Regions from separate parts of the Anas platyrhynchos genome. Here region 2 is linked to region 1. A link is a contact called in public Hi-C data. All regions are on one chromosome and are shown on one strand. Each heading gives the region's core, a stretch centred on a gene start, on an enhancer-like site or on the middle of the called end of the contact. The rest is flanking DNA. Distances are from core to core; before and after follow the strand shown.

Region 1 (5,384 bases), core at 1,740-4,239:
CTGAGAGAGGAGGCAGATATTACTATAAAGACCTTGTATTTTCCCCTATTACATTTAGCATTGTGAAAGGTAAAGCAATATAAATTTTGGAATCTGAAAAATTTGGATGAGTTTTATCATGAGACAAAAAAGAAGCTGAAATGCTTGATTTTTTTTCCAATATTTTTATATAGTATCATTCAAACTCCCATGACAAATGACAATATTTTGTCCTTTGGCTAAGTTAAGATTCTGTCAAGAATGAACCAGTTAGTGTAAACCTAGCTCAGTTTAATATGAAGTTTCTCTCCCTTCCCCTGACATTACATTTCCCTCCACAATATCCTGCAGCAATGAGTTCCATTTGTCATACATATTTGTTCAGGGAAAATGAAGTCTTAAGTTAGTATGGGACATACTGTACTTCATAAAAGGAGACTTTAGTAACTTTTAGGTTCCTGGATGTTTCCGGCATACAACTAGTACCAAAGAACTCTAAGACATGTCCATAAATTATTTGTATTTAGCTGATAGGAGAGTGGGATTGACACTTAGATACCTCACGTAGATAATCAGAGACTTTGAGATATGCCACAAAATGGGCAACAGGCCAGGACCAGACTCAGATTCAGAAGACCCCAGTCCTCACTGCCACAGGTTCTCAGATTTCCCAAAATCTCAACATTTTCTTCCCTTCCCCCATCTGGACTCCCACTGCCATGAAAATGCTGGAAGTCTAGTACTTTGAGTCCTCTAAAACTCAACATTTGTCCCTTGGATTAGAAGATCTGTGAATAAATATATGTCTTTTTTGTCCAGTCACTTTGTGACCACAGTAGCTTCTTGTGATACTGGCTAGTAGGAGTGTAAAAATACTTGGATGCCTAAAGATACATGTGGATTGGCCCAAACTATCAAGTTATCCAAGATCCAGTGCCACAAAAGACGTATTCCTGTCTCTGGGGAGATAAATAACTTCAGAAATTTGACTTAGAAAAAAGGTAAAGAAAATAAAACTTGCCCCTTCCCCACTCCCCTTTTTTTTATTATTCTTGAGCAGTGTTTGAGTTCACAGCTCACACCAAGATTCTGTGAGCTCACAGAATCTTTAATCTCAGTTTTATCTTGTTTATGGAGTATTTGACTGTAAGCTTCCTCCCCTTCTTTGGTCCCTTCTTCTGTAGGAGGTGTCATTTATGCCCACGTACCACCCAGCTCATGTCCATGCTGAGCTGCATTGATTGAAATCCCAAGGGTACACAGACATCCACAAGCTTCTCAAATACCTACTCTCCTGAGGGGGTGGCTGTTACCTGAGGCCATGCACTTGAACAACCCTTTCAACTCCTCAATCAACTTATCCATCAATCTGCACGGCAAGTCAGTATCTGTTGCAGGGAAATCAGCCCCACAAAGAAACAACACTCACTTACCCCCCAGCATTTCACATATCCTGTGGCATATGGTCTGGAAAATCCAATTTTCCAGGGCTTTTCTCCTTTTTGTTCCCTTCCAGTTCCTTCACATACCTCCCTTCTTACACTTCCTATGGCAGAAGCATCCATCCTGGAGCTTCTCAACTGTAAGGCAGCAAAAGTCAGTTTTGTGCAATATTACTGAGGAGCCCTCAGCTGGCTGCAAAATGTGAGTGTTGTTTACAGAACTGTGCAGATAGGAAACTGGGCAAAAGGAGAACCCCAAGGTGAGTCAGTAGCCTTATCTATTTGTCTCTGTTCATTTGAAATCTCTGAGCTTAACCCATATCACTTCCAGCTGTCCTTACAGAATGGCACAGGTCTCCTGTAGGGCTTGTGTCAAATTTGACAGCCCTATTGGGATGTTTCCAATCCTAAGCATCTCCAGGTAGCAGAGTGTGATTATATGGGGGTAACAGAATAGATCCTCAAGTGACTCTTTTCAATTCTAAAGAGTAAGAACAAACCTGTGCTTCCCATGCCAATGTCTCAGTCATAAACCACTTGGTAAAACAAGAGCCCTGGGAAAAGGACACTTCTGAAGAGGTGATTTATTTATGTCAGATAGACAATGGAAAAAATAATGACTCAAACATCAAGAGGGATGGGCCAAGGCAGAAAAAAATGGTGACAGTCACCAGAGCTATATTATGAAAGGACATGAAGAAAAGTAAAAGGACAAAGGGAAAATTCATAATTTATGCTTTTGATGGAAACAAGACCCAGAGGCAATACAGCTTTTTCAATAGTCCCTGCATGTATGCACATGAACTACCTGTACCAACAGACTGGCAAATAGTAAATACACTAAATCTCCAAAGGACTGAAGGTAACAGACCTCACTCTCTTTTCTGGCCTCCAGGCAACATATTTTCAAAATCAAAAGTGTTGCTTGGTGCTCTTTCACAAGGCTTTCCTGACATGGGTGTACAGTCTGAAAGCGTATGACTGTTGTGTTTTCAGCTTTCATATCTTTGACCAGCAAAACAACATTTTCTAGCACTTCAGGGGCAACTGGGATATCATTAGCAATGATAGCACTGATACTCAGGAGAAGCAGGAGGGCCTTCAGGAGGCACAGTGAGATATTTAGGAAGGGTATTAGGTGAAGCATATCATGGACATGTCGCTCTCATTAGATACATCAATGGACAGCAACCAGTTTGGGGTTGTATAGTTATTATGGATATCCTACATAATTATTTTGGAGAATAATTGTCACCTATAGAAGAAGAGTCCATACAAAATCACAAAGAAGCCTAATCTCTATACACCAGTTTTGAAATTACCAAATATAAGGAAAAACAATGAAGAAAGATCACAGATGGATCCTGTTATGCTATGGTGTCTTTCTAGCCTCTGTAGCTGGGAAAGCATTTATTTTATTTCATTAAATAAGCACACTGTTTTTGTTGCCAGTGTGCAATGTGCAAAAAGATATTTTGGGCGCCTGCCTCAGCCTCTTACCCTCTACTGAGCTCTCTGATTTGCAATGCTTTTCCTAACCAAAATATTAGAGCACCAAGCTGATATGGTCCACTGCTCCCATTATCTATGTTTTCATTCAGAGCTGGCTTAGTTATATCTGCCTGGCAATGCATCATATCACTGTAACTACAGTTTCCTGTGGGGGGAAAATGTAGTTTGCTTTTGTTGTTGTTGTTATCATTCTCCACTGTGTTCTTGGTTGTAAACTCATGGCAAGGACTTTGTAAGCATAACATACTCCTAGGCTAAAATTGCTGCTGCCAGCGAACAAGTTAAAAGTTGTCCCAAAAATGGATACGTGGAATATCACTCAGGAATCTCTGCTGCCCTGACACTGAGATATAAACACTGAAGACTTTAAGAACAAGTAGTTCTGTAGGAGTTTGAATGAGCTCATGAGAGGCAAAGTGAGCTGATAGAAAGCATAATATTTTCCAGAGATGAGCTTTATAGAAGACTGTAGAGGTGCTACTTTCTGGAAAATCAAAAACTAAAGATCAAAACTTAAGATCAACCCAATTATCCATGAGGCAGGCCATTTATTTTGACTTTTTTTTTTTTTTTAAATAAAATAATGTAGATAGACAGCAAAAGACACTAAATTTCCTTTCTTAAATCCCACTGCATGTACAGTTAAACACTAATAACAAAATTGGATGAAGTACCAGAACTGATGGGCAAAAAAATGTATCTGGCACTGTTTCAAGATGAGAAGTGTATAATTAGTTACCAGAAAGGAATCAGTGTTCGACTTGAGCTTATTAATTTTCTGATTAATTAAATATAACACACATTAATGCTATCTTAACTGCATGCTTAGTACATGGTTAGATTTTGATCTTGGTTGAAGGATTTAGCACACTTTATTACAGCACAGAAACTTGCTATAAATGAGGCATATATACTCTGATCTCCAGGAGTTAACATTTGCTGTTTATTTTACAGTAAGACCTGAAGTATAACAGAGTAAACAGAGCTGATGATGACTTTTTTCCATTGAAAGAGTGTTTCCATATTACAAGTTTGTCTACTGTAGTGAAACCATGTAATTTCTTCATTCAGTAAAAGGTCAGTCACATACTTCCTACCAAGCAGTTTTGAGTAATGTGTTTAATTGACATCCTTAGTTAAAGCAAGAGGACACCCTTGTTCAAATACCGGCTTTCCTGTTCTCTGTCCAGATGCTTTGCCATTAAGTTAAGAAACTCATTGCTCTTGTTAGGCTGTACAGATAACTAAACACTCTTCCTGGGTGAAAGGGACTGACCCTTATGAAGAGCCACTGCAGAGTCATGGACCTGAGTTTCATTTCAGAGGAGGAAGGTGAGCTGTGGGCTGTTAGCTTCTCCAAGGCCAACAGCCTGCTCCAGACCAACATCTCCTCATGTCCCTGCCAGATCTTACTCGATTTAATTAAAAAACATTTCCCTGGAACACTTAACTAAGTCCAGATAACTTTTAAACAAAAACATTATTTTTGAGAATTCTTGACCAAGTTAATAGTGGTGAATAGAGGCAGTCTTTGTCCTCAAAATCCTCAGTCACCTAGGTAGAACAAGCTGAGCTCAAAAGGAAAGTGGCTATTGCTCAGGTAAGCAGTATAACAACAGTTCTTCCCAGAACTATTGCACTGCCTATGCTTTTCTTTTTTTTTTCCCTGCTGGCTGCCTACAGTTATTCCTGATAGCTGGTAAATTAAGAGGTGAAGAACACCTCAAAACTGTCAAGGCAATTCTATATCATCTTACCTTCATCCTTTCTAATAATTTGTCTCAAGCCACCTCAAAGGTGGATTTCCTTCCAACCACCTTACTGATCCAGGAGCCAAAGCCTTTATTCTTTAATACAAATGGACAAACAAATGCATGCTCCATTTTGATGTTTTGCCTGAACTCTGATTCATCATTTCCCCATTTTTATATACTTCTTTATCACTATAGTTCTCTTCTGATTTTACCAGTATCTATCTCATATTCTAGCCACCTGGCACTTCCTGTTTTCCTCCTTGGTTTCAACTTGGGTCACTTTACATAGTTCATAATCTGCTTGTATCTGGGGGAGGGTAGTGCATGTAGGCAGCTGGGAGGACAAGACTGTAAAAGGAGAAAATATTGCAGTTGTTTGAAGGATGGAAGGCAGGCCTTTATCCTGCATCAAAGAGGATGGCTTTGAATGGAAACCCAACTTCTCATTTTAAATATTCCTTTGAACTGGGGAATGGCATGCATAGTCCTTTCCTAATAATAACACCCTTTTTATTTTTTTTTTTTATTTGTTTTTAGTTCCGAAGCAATCTATTTCTGCCTAAGTGTGGTATCTCCTTCACTTTCAACAATGAAAATTTATATCAGAAATAAAGATATAAAGATTCAGGAAAGAAAAGAGGGAACTAATCCTACTGATATGGATTCATTGGCAAATACCTTTACTGGCTTAATTTTT
Region 2 (5,384 bases), core at 1,431-3,930, 67 kb before region 1:
TATATTTTGGTTACCAGATCTCAATAACTATTTTAGCAAGACAGATTCAGGGCCAAATCTATTCTCTCACAGGCTGACAAACCTGGAGTTCTGCCCCTACACAGCATGGGCACAGAATTAGTACAATATTTTATGGTTTTCTCACACCATGGCACATAAATATGTAAATGCTGAACTGTTTTTCCCCAGTGTGTCTTGGCAAAGCATACTTAGTACAATATCCAGTTAGTGCTACACACTGTGAACAAATCTTTCCCAGCATTCTGCTTACCTTTGTCTTAAGGCTGAGGCCTGCAAGGGTATCACAAGAGCCATTGGTAGCATTCCTTCACAGTCTTGGTAGCCTAGTTCAATAAACATGCACAAGGACACATTATATCATTAAGTTTGTAGATCAGGGTACAACTTACAGACTAAAGCAGCCTAATATTTTTGTCCATTGTTTTACTAAAAATGCAGTTTGAAACCACAAAATTAAACTTTATATTCCATCTCTCTCTTCAGTGCATGGCAGGGTGCAATCTGTTATTTTTTGTCTGTTTGTTTTTCTCCCATTATATTTTGCTTCCCTGTGAGTTTACAAAAGCAATAGATATTTTGCATAACTTGAAATAACATCTCACAACATCTCCGTGCAAATTGTGTTGTCCATCAACCCAAATTTGCAAACATTCTTATACATGAGACACACTTCTCTCTCCTTCTGCGGTAGTCCTAGAGTTTTCAAAAGTAGAAAGATTCAGACAAGAAAATCATATAGCCTCATAAATGGGCATGAGGAGATGACCAAACTCTTGCTCCCAGACTCTTGCTCTCTGTATATAAATATCTACTCATCTATCTTGTTCTCGATGGCTTTTGGTGATGAAAACTTTAGACATTTTCTAAGCAATCTGTTGCTATGCTGTAGCATCCCTAGTTGTTGAAAGGACATCCTGTGCCTACCTCATCCTTTAACCAAGCAGGGCTGATCTTGCTACATTGTAATGTAAGAGGGTCAAATATCTTTTTTTTTTTTTTCTGGCAAATTGAGCACCTTCTCAATGCAGGAAGCTTACATGACAAACAAGATCTGGTCTAAATGAACTATGACTTCTCTCATGCATAGTAGCTGGTCAATGCTATATAACAAATATCACTGGACCATAAAGCAAGAATACTGGATATATGCTGCTAGATACAATCTCATTAGGATTCATTTTCATATACTGTCAGGGAGAAGTTAACTTGTGTTAGTATCTAAGAGATATTTGAAATGCCTGAAACATCCATACAAATCTAGTTCCGGTTTATCAAAGACCCATGCTTTTCCAGGGCAATGTGCCTTATTGGAAGCTACACTGAATCCCCTTGGGCATGTCAAATCACAAGACACTAGTTTATGGGCACCTAAGTCTGTCCCTTAGCTCGCTGTGACAATTAAAAGGCAAATGGTCTTTACTAGAATGTCTGCTGTATTGAGGGCTTTCTGAAAACATTTATCCTGGTGATGCTGTCTTGGCTCATATTTTATTATTTCCTTATGAAATAGCCACTTAGAAACACAAACATAAGTCTGGTTTGTAGTCTTTAACCTGTATATGTTAGTAACAGAATTTCACTGAAACAGTAACATGAGGTTGCTAGACAGTTTGTTAATATCTTTCCTCTATACTATGATCTGCATAAAAAATAAAATAATTTTTAAAAAGTGATCACCAGGTCAAGAGAAATGATTCTAACCCTCTACACTGTTCTCTTAAGACCCCCACCTGGAGTACTGTGTTCAGCTTCAGGACCTCCAGCACAGGAAGGAAATGGACATGGTGGAGCAAATCCAGAGGAGGGCCACAAGGTTAATCAGAAGGCTGGAGCACCTCTCCTATGAAGATAGGCTGAGAGACTTGTGCTTGTTCAGCCTGGAAAAGAGAACGTTCTGGGGACACCTTATAGCAGCCTTCCAGTATCTAAAGGGGGCCTACAGAAAAGCTTGAGAGAGACTCTTTATCAGGGGGCATAGTGATAGGACAAGGGGTAATGGCTTTAAACTAAAAAAGGGTAGATTTAGATTAGATATAAGGAAGAAATTCTTTACTCAGAGTTTGGTGAGGCACTGGAACATGTTGTCCAGAGAAATTGTAGCTGCACCTCCCTGAAGTGTTTAAAGCCAAGTTGGATGGCACTTTGAGCAACCTGCTCTAGTGGAAGGTGTCCCTGCCCTTGTCAGGGGGGTTGGAATTAGATGATCCTTAAGGGTTCCTTCCAGCCCAAACCATTCTATGATTGTGTTCTTACACTGAATTGCAGTGTTCACGCTTTTACCCTCAGGTATACAATTATGGTCCTTCTCCATTTCTTCTTGCTTTAGTAGTGCTAGTGTCCACAGCACTGTGCAAATCCTCAGCTGTTAATTCTCACAGTTGCATCATGTAGGAAAGGCTCTTTGTCCACAGAGCACAACTGCAGAAAATAGAGTCATGGACTTACAGTGACAGACGAGCACAGTGACCCTAGATTCCAATATTTAATGAATTCATTGCTACAGCCTTCAAGAAGCATGGTTTAGCTTACAGCTGGCAGTAAAATGAAGACAAAAAATGTAATTTCCCGCCTACCAGACTGAACTAAATACACCTTGGAATGAACAAACAAGGCTAGAGGAGAACACAAGTGTCTGTAATCCTCGAAATGGAGTCTGGGTGGCATATCAGTTCTGCTGTTGCACTTTCCATAGGAGAGTATTTATCTGCTGTGTTCATTCCTCTAGACTATGCTAAAGGTTATCTTTGTTCTAGCTTTTATGCTAGTTTCAAACATTAATCAGCAGAGATATGGCACTGAAATTTTCCTTGGAACTTCTGCATATTTACTGTCTTACATGACATATGTATATATCATTACTAGAGGTTGATAAGAACAAACGAGAAGGAAATATTTCACAGATACAAACAAGCACTATACTTAGCACTTGATTTATAAGTTTAAAATGGAGTCCAAATGCTAGTGGTGGAGCCTTGTAAACTGCATATGCAGTATTACATTCTGCATCACCACTAAAAAATGAACAATTAAACATTACTTCCATTTACTTAGTCTACAATGAATGTTTTAAGTGGTTTATAAATTACTGAGGCATGGTCTTATGACAAACTAGAAGTAAAAATAAAATAAAATAAAATAAAATAAAATAAAATAAAATAAAATAAAATAAAATAAAATAAAATAAAATAATAAAATAAAAACAATAAAAAACATCCATAAGAAAACTCAAGTAACTCTACTTTACAGAACTTTTTCAGAGACCAGCATGTATTTATGCCATCACAACATAGTCTGGCCTAAGAGAAGACAAAACGTAACATTTCAAAGTATATGTAAGCAAATCAGTTCACTGGGAAAGTCTTTCACGTTACTCCTGAAAGGCCAAGAGAGTGATCTCCATTTTCAACTCCTCCTCTCCAAAAGGATCGCTTATCAACACTTTGCAAGGTCTAGTCAAGTGGTCTCAGTAGGAGATAGAAACAAAGGGGACACTTTCCAGTTTCAGATTTCTGTCTAAGACAGATAAAAATGGGGTATTTAAAGTAGAATGGCAGTGAAGAAGAGCAAAGGAAGTTTTCATATAAAAGGAAAGCATAAAACAGAGAGAACATTCCTTTAGAAAAAGCAAAATAGTGCTTTATTTTCTGTCCAGTCTTAAAGTTAAATTATTAGTACCCCATAGATCAATCCAAATAAAGTTAATGGAGAGATTCCTAAGGACTTTGGAGTTGCACTGAACTGATATTTCATGGCTGCTGGCAAGTGGGTGGGAAGATTCAGTCCTGTTCCCTTATTCCAGAAAAAACACAGGATGTTGGTCCTTGACTTACAAGGTCATGCCCTGTTTGTCCAATGAAAAAAAACAGGTAGGCTTCTGTGGTGGTGAGATGTCCTCTTGCTCTCTCCCCTTCACAATGACTGTGAACTGAAAAGCAGGGATACAAAGCAAGACAACGCTGTTGTACATAGAAATTAAGAGCTAGAACTATCTATGCTAGCTGGTGAAGTTATGGTGCTTGGGGAGACATGAAGCATTTCTGAGATGGAGTGTTTACAGAAAAAATCCCACAGCTCATATTTGTATTATATATTTATAAATTCCTGGAACTCAATTTTATAGGGTTTTTGATTAATGGCTGTACTGCAGTTCAGCTCCAAGCCTATTGAACTTACTGTACTGGAACTGAGCAAGACATACACTAGCCAAATATGAACACTACTACTGGACAGTGATTTAATGGTGGTTCATGGCTCAAAGGCATTGCTGTGCAGGCTCTGCTTATTGTACACATGGAGTTGAAATCTAAAGGATACCCTCCCAGGAGTCTTCTTAAAATCAAAGTCAGATATGTGTTTGCCTCAGATACCTCTATGTCAGAAGAAGTGAAGAACAATGAAAAATGTTGTGCTTTCCCCATCACTTTAACATTAAAGTGGGTGCAGTTCCTGTTGATGTATGGATTCTCCTAATTATATATTTATGTCACTTCAACCACAGTATCTTCCAGGAGCATAGCCAAATTCTTGATTTTCTTAAGCTGGTGGTGTATGCCAAGTGTTCCCACACTGTGGTATTTGACATTAGTGCTGTTTTTCTCACACTTCAAAGATGACATCTGTGGTTACGGCTGGCAAATGCCAACTTAACTGTTGATTATCATAATAATATAGCAAAAGCAGTCTCATTCTTTTGAGGTGGGATTCACTTCATTAAATACAGTCCTTATGGCTATTACGATTTGTGAGGTGAAACTTGATGCCTGTAATCTCTTGGCGTGCCAACTGGAGTCAAATAAAAGCATTGTAAACATAAAAATAAATAAATAAAATAAAATAAAATAAAATAAAATAAAATAAAATAAAATAAAATAAAATAAAATAATAAAATAAAATAAATAAAATAAAATAAAATAAAATAAAATAAAATAAAATAAAATAAAATAAAATAAAATAATAAAATAAAATAAATAAAATAAAATAAAATAAAATAAAATAAAATAAAATAAAATAAAATAAAATAAAATAAAATAAAATAAAATAAAATAAAATAGAGAACATGGAAGATATGTCAACACAGAGAAAATTCTACAGTTCTTTGGGTTGTGGTCTTCTGAGATAGTGCAGCCTTCAGATGTTAAGATGGAAACAATGGCAAATCACTGTAGAAGATGTAAACTATGTTCAATACCAGAGCTGGTACATGAGAACAAGATCACTGGCAGACTTCACCCGCCCTCTTGCAATCACTTCTTGTAAAAAAATAAAACAGAAAATTGATAATTGTTGTTTATCCTTTTTTTTTTTTTTTTTTAGAAAGCATAAGGAACATTTGTATTCCCTTTAAAAGTATAACAGTTAAGACA

The links. Hi-C and Micro-C count contacts between places; a contact is called where the count stands out from the background.
Region 2: a Hi-C map of F5 follicle shows a contact between it and region 1, with 1.9 times the contacts expected there. The contact joins two enhancer-like sites. A contact is called at or near these places in 2 of 8 Hi-C or Micro-C datasets (F5 follicle and small yellow follicle).

What each region holds. Positions count from the first base shown.
Region 1 is chr1:78,420,421-78,425,804 of IASCAAS_PekinDuck_T2T, reverse strand. No RefSeq gene overlaps it. Among named protein-coding and RNA genes, the nearest start is that of NTF3, 94 kb to the left of the region's middle. Within about 2 kb of position 2,989, at least 4 of the 8 cell types and tissues checked have an H3K27ac peak or open chromatin away from gene starts, as enhancers often do. A contact at or near this core is called in F5 follicle and small yellow follicle, where this site is marked.
Region 2 is chr1:78,487,442-78,492,825 of IASCAAS_PekinDuck_T2T, reverse strand. The region is part of intron 1 of NTF3 (neurotrophin 3); the gene reads left to right. LOC119714168 (a long non-coding RNA gene) reads right to left here. Exons shown (of 5, transcript XR_005261273.2): 4 at 272-344. Among named protein-coding and RNA genes, the nearest start is that of NTF3, 27 kb to the left of the region's middle. Within about 2 kb of position 2,680, at least 2 of the 8 cell types and tissues checked have an H3K27ac peak or open chromatin away from gene starts, as enhancers often do. A contact at or near this core is called in F5 follicle and small yellow follicle, where this site is marked.